3 separate regions of the Sus scrofa genome follow, and all the other regions are linked to region 1. The links are chromatin contacts, called in public promoter capture Hi-C maps. All regions are on one chromosome and are shown on one strand. Each heading gives the region's core, a stretch centred on a gene start, on an enhancer-like site or on the middle of the called end of the contact. The rest is flanking DNA. Distances are from core to core; before and after follow the strand shown. Region 1 holds the start of RHBG (Rh family, B glycoprotein). Region 2 holds the start of NAXE (NAD(P)HX epimerase). Region 3 holds the start of HAPLN2 (hyaluronan and proteoglycan link protein 2).

The links. Promoter capture Hi-C pulls out the DNA fragments that hold promoters and counts their contacts.
Region 2: a contact with region 1 is called in a promoter capture Hi-C map of fetal skeletal muscle, with 2.9 times the contacts expected there. The contact joins the promoter of NAXE here to the promoter of RHBG in region 1. A contact is called at or near these places in 1 of 5 promoter capture datasets (fetal skeletal muscle), 3 of 47 Hi-C or Micro-C datasets (liver, omental adipose tissue and subcutaneous adipose tissue) and 1 of 2 datasets of contacts at active chromatin or transcription factors (skeletal muscle).
Region 3: a promoter capture Hi-C map of fetal liver shows a contact between it and region 1, with 2.5 times the contacts expected there. The contact joins the promoter of HAPLN2 here to the promoter of RHBG in region 1. A contact is called at or near these places in 2 of 5 promoter capture datasets (fetal liver and liver) and 11 of 47 Hi-C or Micro-C datasets (alveolar macrophages, embryonic fibroblasts, fetal heart ventricle and 8 more).

The regions. Positions count from the first base shown.
Region 1 is chr4:93,706,142-93,709,127 of Sscrofa11.1, reverse strand. It overlaps RHBG (Rh family, B glycoprotein), which reads left to right and starts at 1,312. Exons shown (of 10, transcript NM_213996.1): 1 at 1,312-1,565. The coding sequence starts at 1,379.
Region 2 is chr4:93,494,474-93,497,345 of Sscrofa11.1, reverse strand. NAXE (NAD(P)HX epimerase) reads left to right here and starts at 1,434. Exons shown (of 6, transcript NM_001078664.1): 1 at 1,434-1,615; 2 at 1,765-1,873; 3 at 1,999-2,109; 4 at 2,197-2,310. The coding sequence starts at 1,434. IQGAP3 (ras GTPase-activating-like protein IQGAP3) reads right to left here and starts at 1,347. Exons shown (of 38, transcript XM_021089671.1): 1 at 1,149-1,347.
Region 3 is chr4:93,467,004-93,469,750 of Sscrofa11.1, reverse strand. It overlaps HAPLN2 (hyaluronan and proteoglycan link protein 2), which reads left to right and starts at 1,364. Exons shown (of 8, transcript XM_003355142.5): 1 at 1,364-2,096; 2 at 2,277-2,321; 3 at 2,664-2,722.

The DNA.
Region 1 (2,986 bases), core at 63-2,562:
CAGGGCAACGCTAGATCCTTAACCCACTGAGCAAGGCCAGGGATCAAACCTGCATCCTCATGGATTCAAGTCAGGGTTCGTTAATCACTGAGTCATGATGGGAACTCCTCGTCTTTCTTTACTTACTCAATTTCTAGGTTGTCCTTCCAGGCTGCCTGCAGACACCACCTCCCAGGAAGCAATTCTCCATCTCTGTCCCCTCCTGCATCCCCACTCCTGAGAGTTCTGCAGCTTCTCATCTGGGCCCCCAAGCCTCTGTGATTCCTGGGGTCACACATTTACTCCAATGGCACTTCAAATCCCTCCTAAGTATCTGGCTCGCTACTGAACAGTGGCTTCTGGAGGGAGGGGTCCTTTGGTTCATCTCTGAAGCCTGGTTCACAGTAAATGCTCAATTAATGGCTAACTCCTCCGTGTCTGTCTACCAGGGCCCCAGTGGATGCAAATCTTGCTTGTGTAACAAGGGGATCTTGACACCTTACTGAGAAGAGCCTTCTTACATTGGCTTCCCTTCTTTCCAGAGGTTGGGGCAGCCCAGACTCTTTTACTGGGTGTGCAGAGAACCCAGGTGTCAGTGGGCCCCAGCCCAGCCTGCTCCCAGGTCCAGCCTCCTGCCCCAGAACTGGGGTGGGGTGCTGACGCAGGTGAGGAGGCTGGGGAGTGGGGTAAGGAACTCACCTGCTGAGGCTTGGACCTCCCCAACCAGGTTAATCATCAGTGCCGAGAGCCGGCTCTTTATCTCCTTTCTCCATCTCTCTTTCAGTTGGGGAAAACGTTGAGTAACCCCTCAACTCTCTCTTGTATTATTAACCCTGGAGGGGCCCCGGGCCGGGGAGGTCTGGGCCTAAAAATAAGGCTTATTTTCACTTATTCTTTAGGAAACACTCTCTAAATTCACACCATATTTAAGGAAAGGATTGCCCTCCCTCTCCTCCCTCCTCTTTGTCCCCCACTCCTTCTCCGTGTTTCCCCCCTCCGCCGCCGCCCCCACCGGATCCCGCAGCTGTGCCCCAGCAGAGCAGAACACTGGGCGTCTTTCCAGGGTCACTTCCAAGGACCTGTTCCAAACGGAACAGCGCCAGAGTCAGCTGGGCTAAAGGAAAAGGATTTGGGGTCCGAATGCCCCATTCCTTCCCACTGCTTGCCTCACCTTAGGCCCGAGACCCTAGCCCTCACCGTCTCCCCTTCCTCGCCTCCGAGGGCTGGGGCGTGGATCTGCGGCGGGTAAGCCTCCGTGTGGGCGGGACCTGCGTCCGGTGGGCGGGGCCTGGTTCTGGTGAAACCTGCCCGGCCCGCCCCGAGAGTGTCTGCCAGCCCAGCGCGCCTGGAGCTGGAGCCGGAGCCCAAGCCGGAGCCGGAGACTTGCAGCCTCTGTCCCATGGCTGGGTCCTCCCGCCGCGCCGGGGGCCGGCGACTGCAGCTGCCCCTGCTATGCCTCCTCCTTCAGGGCGCCACCGCCATCCTCTTTGCTGTCTTCGTCCGCTACAACCATGAAACCGACGCTGCCCTCTGGCACTGGGGCAACCACAGTAACCCAGACAATGAATTTTACTTTCGCTACCCAAGTGAGTACAGGTGAAGGTGCGCGGGGAGCTAAGACCCTAAGCCCCTCTGGTGTCTTGGGAGGGGGCGCTTGGTTGCCCAGATCTACCCCTAGGTGGGCAACCCTCTCACTTTGAGATGAAGGTGCCCCAGATTTATAGTAACACACTTTCACTAGTGTGTGCCACGTTCCAGGTGGCATGTGAATTTTCTCCTTTCGTCTATGAAGTAGACAAAAATGGGGAAAATGAGGTTCAGAGAGGTTAAGTGACTGGTTTTTGCTGTCAGAATTGAGGGAGCTGGGATTTGAACTCAGATCTGAAGCCCCCAACTTAACCTACTCTCTTGTTGGCCTAGTTGGGCTTTGCTGGTCTGTTCCAGAGACTGCCTTTCCTGGGGACTCCTGACCACAGGAAATGATAAACAAACAAACAAAACAAAATAAAAAATCCTTCTGGGAAGGAGAGGTAGGGAGTGGGGTGCAGGAAGCAGTGATGCAGGTATTAATTGTGAAGGGAGCCAAAACTATTGGGCTCAGATGTTTCTTCCCCTGTTCCCTGAAGCTGGCTCTTCCAGAGTCAGAGAGAAAACCACATACCTACCTACCAACCAACAGTCCTCAGCCCTGAGAAGGAAGCATGGCAAGGTTATTAGCCCATTTCTCAGGGGAGAAAGCTGAGGCTCAAAGAGGTTGTGATTTGTTCATGATCACCTGCCATGTGAGTGACAGAGCTGGAACTAAGTATCCTGAGCTTCTTGTGCCACAGCTCATCTGCTTGCTGATGAGGCCCAGAAAGGAGAGGGCTAAGCTCCTGCCTTCTGTTGGGAATAGAACCTCTCCCTCAAGGTTGGGGGTCCAACCTTGTGACTCAGGCCCTAGGCAGCTGGGACCAAGGACACCAGATTTCCCAGACTTCATACATACTTGAGCAGGTCTCTAAGCCTCAGTTTTCCCCATCTGAGCATTGGGGAGAAAGATGCCTCAGTATGAAGGATATACATTCAAGCAAGGCCCAGAATGTAAGAGTCTCCTATATAAATCCCAGGCTGTTATGCAGAACTGGCAGCAGGCTGTCTCCACCTGACCCTTTCCCAGTCCTAATCCCAACAAAATGAAGCTCACAATGCTGATGATACAGAGGGTGGGGTGGAGGCTTGGATCTGGGTTTAAAGTGCCAGACCATCAGCCTTCCTAGGCAGAAGGGGGCTGCAGCTCCTCCCTCCCCATATTTCACCCCATTTCTAGCTACACGAGGTGAGCCACGGATACTGGCATTAAAGCCAGAGCCATAGAGCTGGGTGGCAGACCCTTGAGGTATGCATTTGTCCAGGGAGATGGGGAGTTGGGAGGGGACAGTCCATGAGCTGAGAGAAGTAGGCTCTTGTTCTAGGGTCTGAGCTGGCTGCCTGCTATGAACCTCCCCTTGCTTCTCCCACGGGCCTC
Region 2 (2,872 bases), core at 185-2,684, 210 kb after region 1:
TGCCTTAATGGTAACTGGTTTGTTATTCCCTAAACTTCTCCCCTAACCAGGCAGGAGTGTTTGCATTTTTAAAAACTCTTGGGTTAGGAGTTCCTGTTGTGGCTCAGTGGTTAACGAATCCGATTAGGAATCATGAAGCTTGGAGTTCCCGTCGTGGCGCAGTGGTTAACGAATCCGACTAGGAACCATGAGGTTGCGGGTTCGGTCCCTGCCCTTGCTCAGTAGGTTAATGATCCGGCGTTGCCGTGAGCTGTGGTGTAGGTTGCAGACATGGCTCGGATACCGCGTTGCTGTGGCTCTGGCGTAGGCCGGTGGCTACAGCTCCGATTAGACCCCTAACCTGGGAACCTCCATATGCCGCGGGAGCGGCCCAAGAAATAGCAACAATAACAACAACAACAACAACAAAAAGACTAAAAGACCAAAAAAAAAAAAAAAAAAGGAATCATGAAGCTGCAGGTTCGATCCCTGGCCTTGCTCAGTGGGTTAAGGATCTGGCGTTGCTGTGAGCTGTGGTGTAGGTCGCAGACGGGGCTCAGATCTGGCGTTGGCTGTGGTGTAGGCCGGCGGCTACAGCTTCGATTAGACCCCTAGCCTGGGAACTTCCATATGCCGCGGGAGGGGCCCTAGAAAAGGCAAAAAAAAACAAAAAAACAAAACTCTTGGGTTAAAAGTTTAGTCTTCTCTGATTTTTTCTTGAAATATTACCGTGACCTGGCGTCTACAGTTTCAATTACATTTTTAACCATGGCATACTTGACTTAATTAAGGTTTATACTTTTCTATTTCCACAGCTTTTATCTCGATGAAGAAGGGTAAGTATTACGTATGATTAGGGAAGTAGAACGTGCTATCCTGGTAAACAGAGAAAGGGGAAGCTAAACTAGTGGGCATAAGGGTCCTAAGTCCCATGAAAAGCAGTGTAAATAAGAGCATTAATTTATTGAGCCCTGTGTACGAGGGGCGCTGTCGACGGCTTTGCATGGATTACCACCCCATGAAGTATGTACTCATATCCTCATTTTATAGGACACTGAAACCAGGAGAGCCAGGTTCACTCAGCTAGTCGGTGGTAGGACAAGAACCGGGGCTAACTGCTCTGCCATACAGCTTCCTGGAAAAGCTACAAAAATATGAAAAATTATTACCAAAGGGCGGTTGGGAGCAAAGCACTTCCGGTTATCTCTGAGGCAATACGTAAATGTTCCCGCGGAGGGCTTGGATCCAGACTGGAAGAGAAAGCGCACGGACACAGGCAGACACCCGCGGGGCGGGTGCGTAAGGCAACCAGCCGCGGAGGAGCGAGCGCGGCGGATCCCAGGACCGCTTTCGGCAGAAGCGCTTGCGGCCCCGGCCTCTCGGGGGCGGGGCAGAGTGCTGCGCAGGCGCCGGGCAGGCCGGGGCGGGCCGGAGGCGCGCGCCCTGCGAGCTGGATGTCTGGTCTGCGGGCGCTGCTCGGGCTCGGGCTGCTCGTTGCGGGCTCGCGCCTGCCGCGCGTCAGAGTCCAGGCCGGCGCCTGTCGCGCGCGACCCACCTGGTGGGGGCCGCAGCGGCTGATCTCGGGTGGCCGCGGGGACGTAGAAGGCATGGCGAGCTCAGCGGTGAAGTACCTCAGGTAGGCAAAGTTCCAGGGCGGGCGGGGGCACGCGGGGCGCAGGACCGGGGTGCAGGCCCTCCCTCCCGGGGGGCGGGACCTGGGGCGGCCGCGCTGCCGGCCCGGCGCAGCACCTGAGGGGCGGGACCTCAGGCTTTGCGCTTCCTCAGCCAGGAGGAGGCCCAGGCTGTGGACCAGGAGCTGTTTAACGAGTACCAGTTCAGCGTGGACCAACTAATGGAGCTGGCCGGGCTGAGCTGTGCTACAGCCATTGCCAAGGTCAGTGGCAAGTCATTGTGCAAGCCCCCTGGCCTAGGCACAGCGAAGTGGGAGGGACAGCCGGGCCAAGCCCGAGCTGTCGCTTCCCAAATGCCCCTCTGAATCCCCTTTGACTCTGCCTTCAGGCCTATCCTCCCACGTCCTTGTCCAGGAGCCCCCCTACTGTCCTAGTCATTTGTGGCCCCGGGAATAACGGAGGAGATGGCCTGGTCTGTGCTCGACACCTCAAACTCTTTGTGAGTATTCGCAGAAGGGCCGTGGGGAAAAGAGCATGAGGTTTCTAGGATCTGGACTTGAATTACAACCCTTTCCTTTCCTCATAGGGCTACCAACCAACCATCTATTACCCTAAAAGGCCTAACAAGCCACTCTTCACTGCGCTGGTAACCCAGTGCCAGAAAATGGACATCCCTTTCCTTGATGAAATGCCCTCAGAGGTAGGTGGCTCCAGTTCAGTGCTCTCTCCTCCTCAATAACCACTGCCTGTGTTCTCTTTCCTCACCTTCCCAAGCTGAGCTCACTTGCTATCTTCCTCTCTAGAGGATTAACTCTTAAGAGGGTAGGGATAGTGCCTGACACAGAAAGTGCCCAAAGTATGGTGGGGGTTTTTTTGTTTTTGTTTTTTTGCTTTTTAGGGCCACATCTGTGGCATATGGAGGTTCCTAGACAAGGGGTCAAATTGGACCTACAGCTGCCGGCCCACACCACAGCCATAGCCACGCCAGATCCAAGCCACATCTGCGACCTACACCACAGCTCAGGGCGACACTAGATCCTTAACCCACTGAGTGAGGCCAGGGATCGAACCTGCATCCCCATGGATCCTAGTCAGATTTCTTTCCCCTGCACCACAACGGGAACTCCCCCAAAGTATGCTCTTTGAATAGACGTGGTTAAAAGTCTTCTCCAAAAGGTGTGCTCCAGGAGTTCCCAGCACCACCTTCTGTAAAGCTTCCTTTCCCCTTTATCTCCTGGGTCACTCCTTTCACTCTGTAGCCA
Region 3 (2,747 bases), core at 115-2,614, 240 kb after region 1:
TCCTTCTCTCTCCGGGAGGAAGACGGAAGGGCTGAGGAAGGGATGGCGCGAATGGGAAAAGACAGTCAATTCGATCCCTAAACAGCGCGGTCGGGCTGGGCTCCCCGCTATGTAATGTGGCCCCAGTGAAGTCTCTGCAGCTCCACTGACTTGGAGAGTGGAGGAAAAGAGTGGAAGAGGGAATTGCGGGGGGGGGGGGGGGGGGGGCAGCAGAATGTTCTAGGTTTGACTCAACAGTTGCATTCCACGTGGTCTGGGGCAAGTCACTTTCCCTTCCATCTGCTCTTCTTCCTCTGGTAAATGAGGAAGCTGAGCCTCCGGAGGGCCCCTCTAGTTCTGAGAGCATAGGATTTAGTAACCCGAAGCTACAGAGAGAAGAAGGCTAAGAGGGGATTTGAAGGTGGAAACGCTTTATTTTATTTTAGTGCTTTTTAGGGCCGCACCCGCGGCATATGGAGGTTCCCAGGCTAGGGGTCCAAGCCGAGCTACCGCTGCCAGCCTAGGCCACAGCCACAGCAACACTGGAGCCTTAACCCACTGAGCGAGGCCAGGGATTGAACCCACAACCTCATGGTTCCTAGTTGGATTCGTTTCTGCTGAGCCACGATGGAAACTCCTGGAAATGCTTCTAAATGGCTATTTACAGAGAAAACCCTCCCTTTGCACAGAGAGCAAACAAAAAAGAAATGGGCTTATTTAGGGTGTCGGAAAAGTCCTACATCTTGATCTGGGGCAAAGTAGTTACAGATCTGCACACATGCTAACGTTTATGTACAATGAAGATCTGCACTTTGTTACTTGTAAATTATACCTCAATAGAAATGTTTTAAAAACACCAGCAGAATTTTTAGCAACATGAATGGACCTAGAAATTATTATGCTAAGTGAAGTCAGTCATACAATGAGACACCAACATCAGATGCTTTCACTGACATGTGGAATCTGAAAAAAGGACAGACTGAACTTCTTTGCAGAACAGATGCTGACTCACAGACATTAAAAAACCTATGGGGGGGGCGGGGGGATGTGCTTGGGTTATGGGATGGAAATCCTGTGAAATTGGATTGTGATGATCATTATACAACTACAGATGTGATAAATTCATTTGAGTAATAAAACAAAACAAAACAAAAAAACAAAACACCTCCAGCTGGAATTTAGACTGCAAAAAGAACTTCCTAATAAGAGGAATTTTTTTTTGTCTTTTTGCCTTTTCTTGGGCCACTCCCGCGGCATATGGAGGTTCCCAGGCTAGGGGTCTAATCAGAGCTGTAGCCACCGGCCTATACCACAGCCACGGCAACATGGGATCCGAGCCACATCTGTGACCTACACCACAGCAACGCCGGATCCTTAAACCACTGAGCAAGGGCAGGGATCGAACCCGTAACCTCATTGTTCCTAGTCGGATTCGTTAACCACTGCGCCACAACGGGAACTCCGAAGAGGAATTTTTGAGAAGTGCATCTCCACCGGGGGAGGTGAAGGGTCTCAAGAACTTTAATATTCTCCATCTGCTGGGGAAGGAGGAGCTGGGGAACTAGGGGACAAATAAGATGACCTCCCTTGGAGAGCTTCCCAAAGTCCTTCCATCTCTCCTATTGCAAGGTTACCCACTCCCTCTGCCCTCCATGGAGCCCAGCTATCCCCTTGGCCTTACACAAAATTTCTTTTGAGTATTGAGAGGAACCCATTTTAACCTTCTCATCAACCTTCTCTCTCCCCCTCCCCATTTGCTTCTCCTTGGGGATGTCAGTTCCTGTTCTGGGCCCGCCCCCATCCAGACCCTTTTTCCGGTGATGTGTGCCAGCCGGTCCTGCATCCCACATCCCCAGCTGTTGACATTTCGCTGCCATTACCCAGAGGATAAAGAAAGGGCCCCTGTTATTCAACAATAGGGAAAAAGAAGGAGACAATGGGAAATTGTGCTTCCGACGGGGTGGGGACAGAGAAGCAAAGGACAGCCAGACGACAGACAGGGGAGCTGGACAGAAGGGGTCAGGTTTCTTGAAGCAGCTGGAAGTCCTGGAAGTCTGGTTCCCACCTGGAGAGTCTCTTCCCATAGGAGATGCGCACCCAGGCACCGGAGGGCGGAGGTGAGGACTTTGTTGGGGGAGGGGGAGGGGTGCTGCTTAGAGGAGGCCCGTATGGAAAAATTCAGGCAGCTGGAGCTCTGACACCCATGGACCTTTGAGCCTCATTTGTGGTTCACCCCCATGCCCATCAGCCCAACATCCTCGTACCCACCAATCAATCTGTCCCTTCTCTGGTTCAAGCGCATCTGGAAGAATCAAGGCAGCTGATTCTCTGCAACATTCCAGGTAATTGATCATCCTTGGTTGCCTCCTTTCCCTCATCCCTCTTCATGGGTTCCCATGTCTCTTCCCAAGCCCTGTGTCTTCCGTGGGCCCAGGGCAGTGGGTGCCAAAGATAAAGTGCCCGATCACGGAGCTGGACCCAGTCACTTAGCCTGGCTTAGGGGAATGAGGGGTGGGGGGACTTCTTGGTAGTTTTCTTTGAACTCAGGGCAGAAGCTTTTCCTTAAAGGGGCAAAAGGGGAAAGAAACCACACTGATCAGGGGCCCAAATTCTGGGGCTCTAAGTTGCTTGGACCTCCCCGGGGTGGAGGCAGTTCCTTCACCAGGAACCCCTTCCTCCAGCAGGACAGAAAGCTGCCAGTCACCACTCCCCCCATCCCTGTGAAGAGACTCACTTCTAACAGGTCAGTGTCAAAATAAATACCTTAC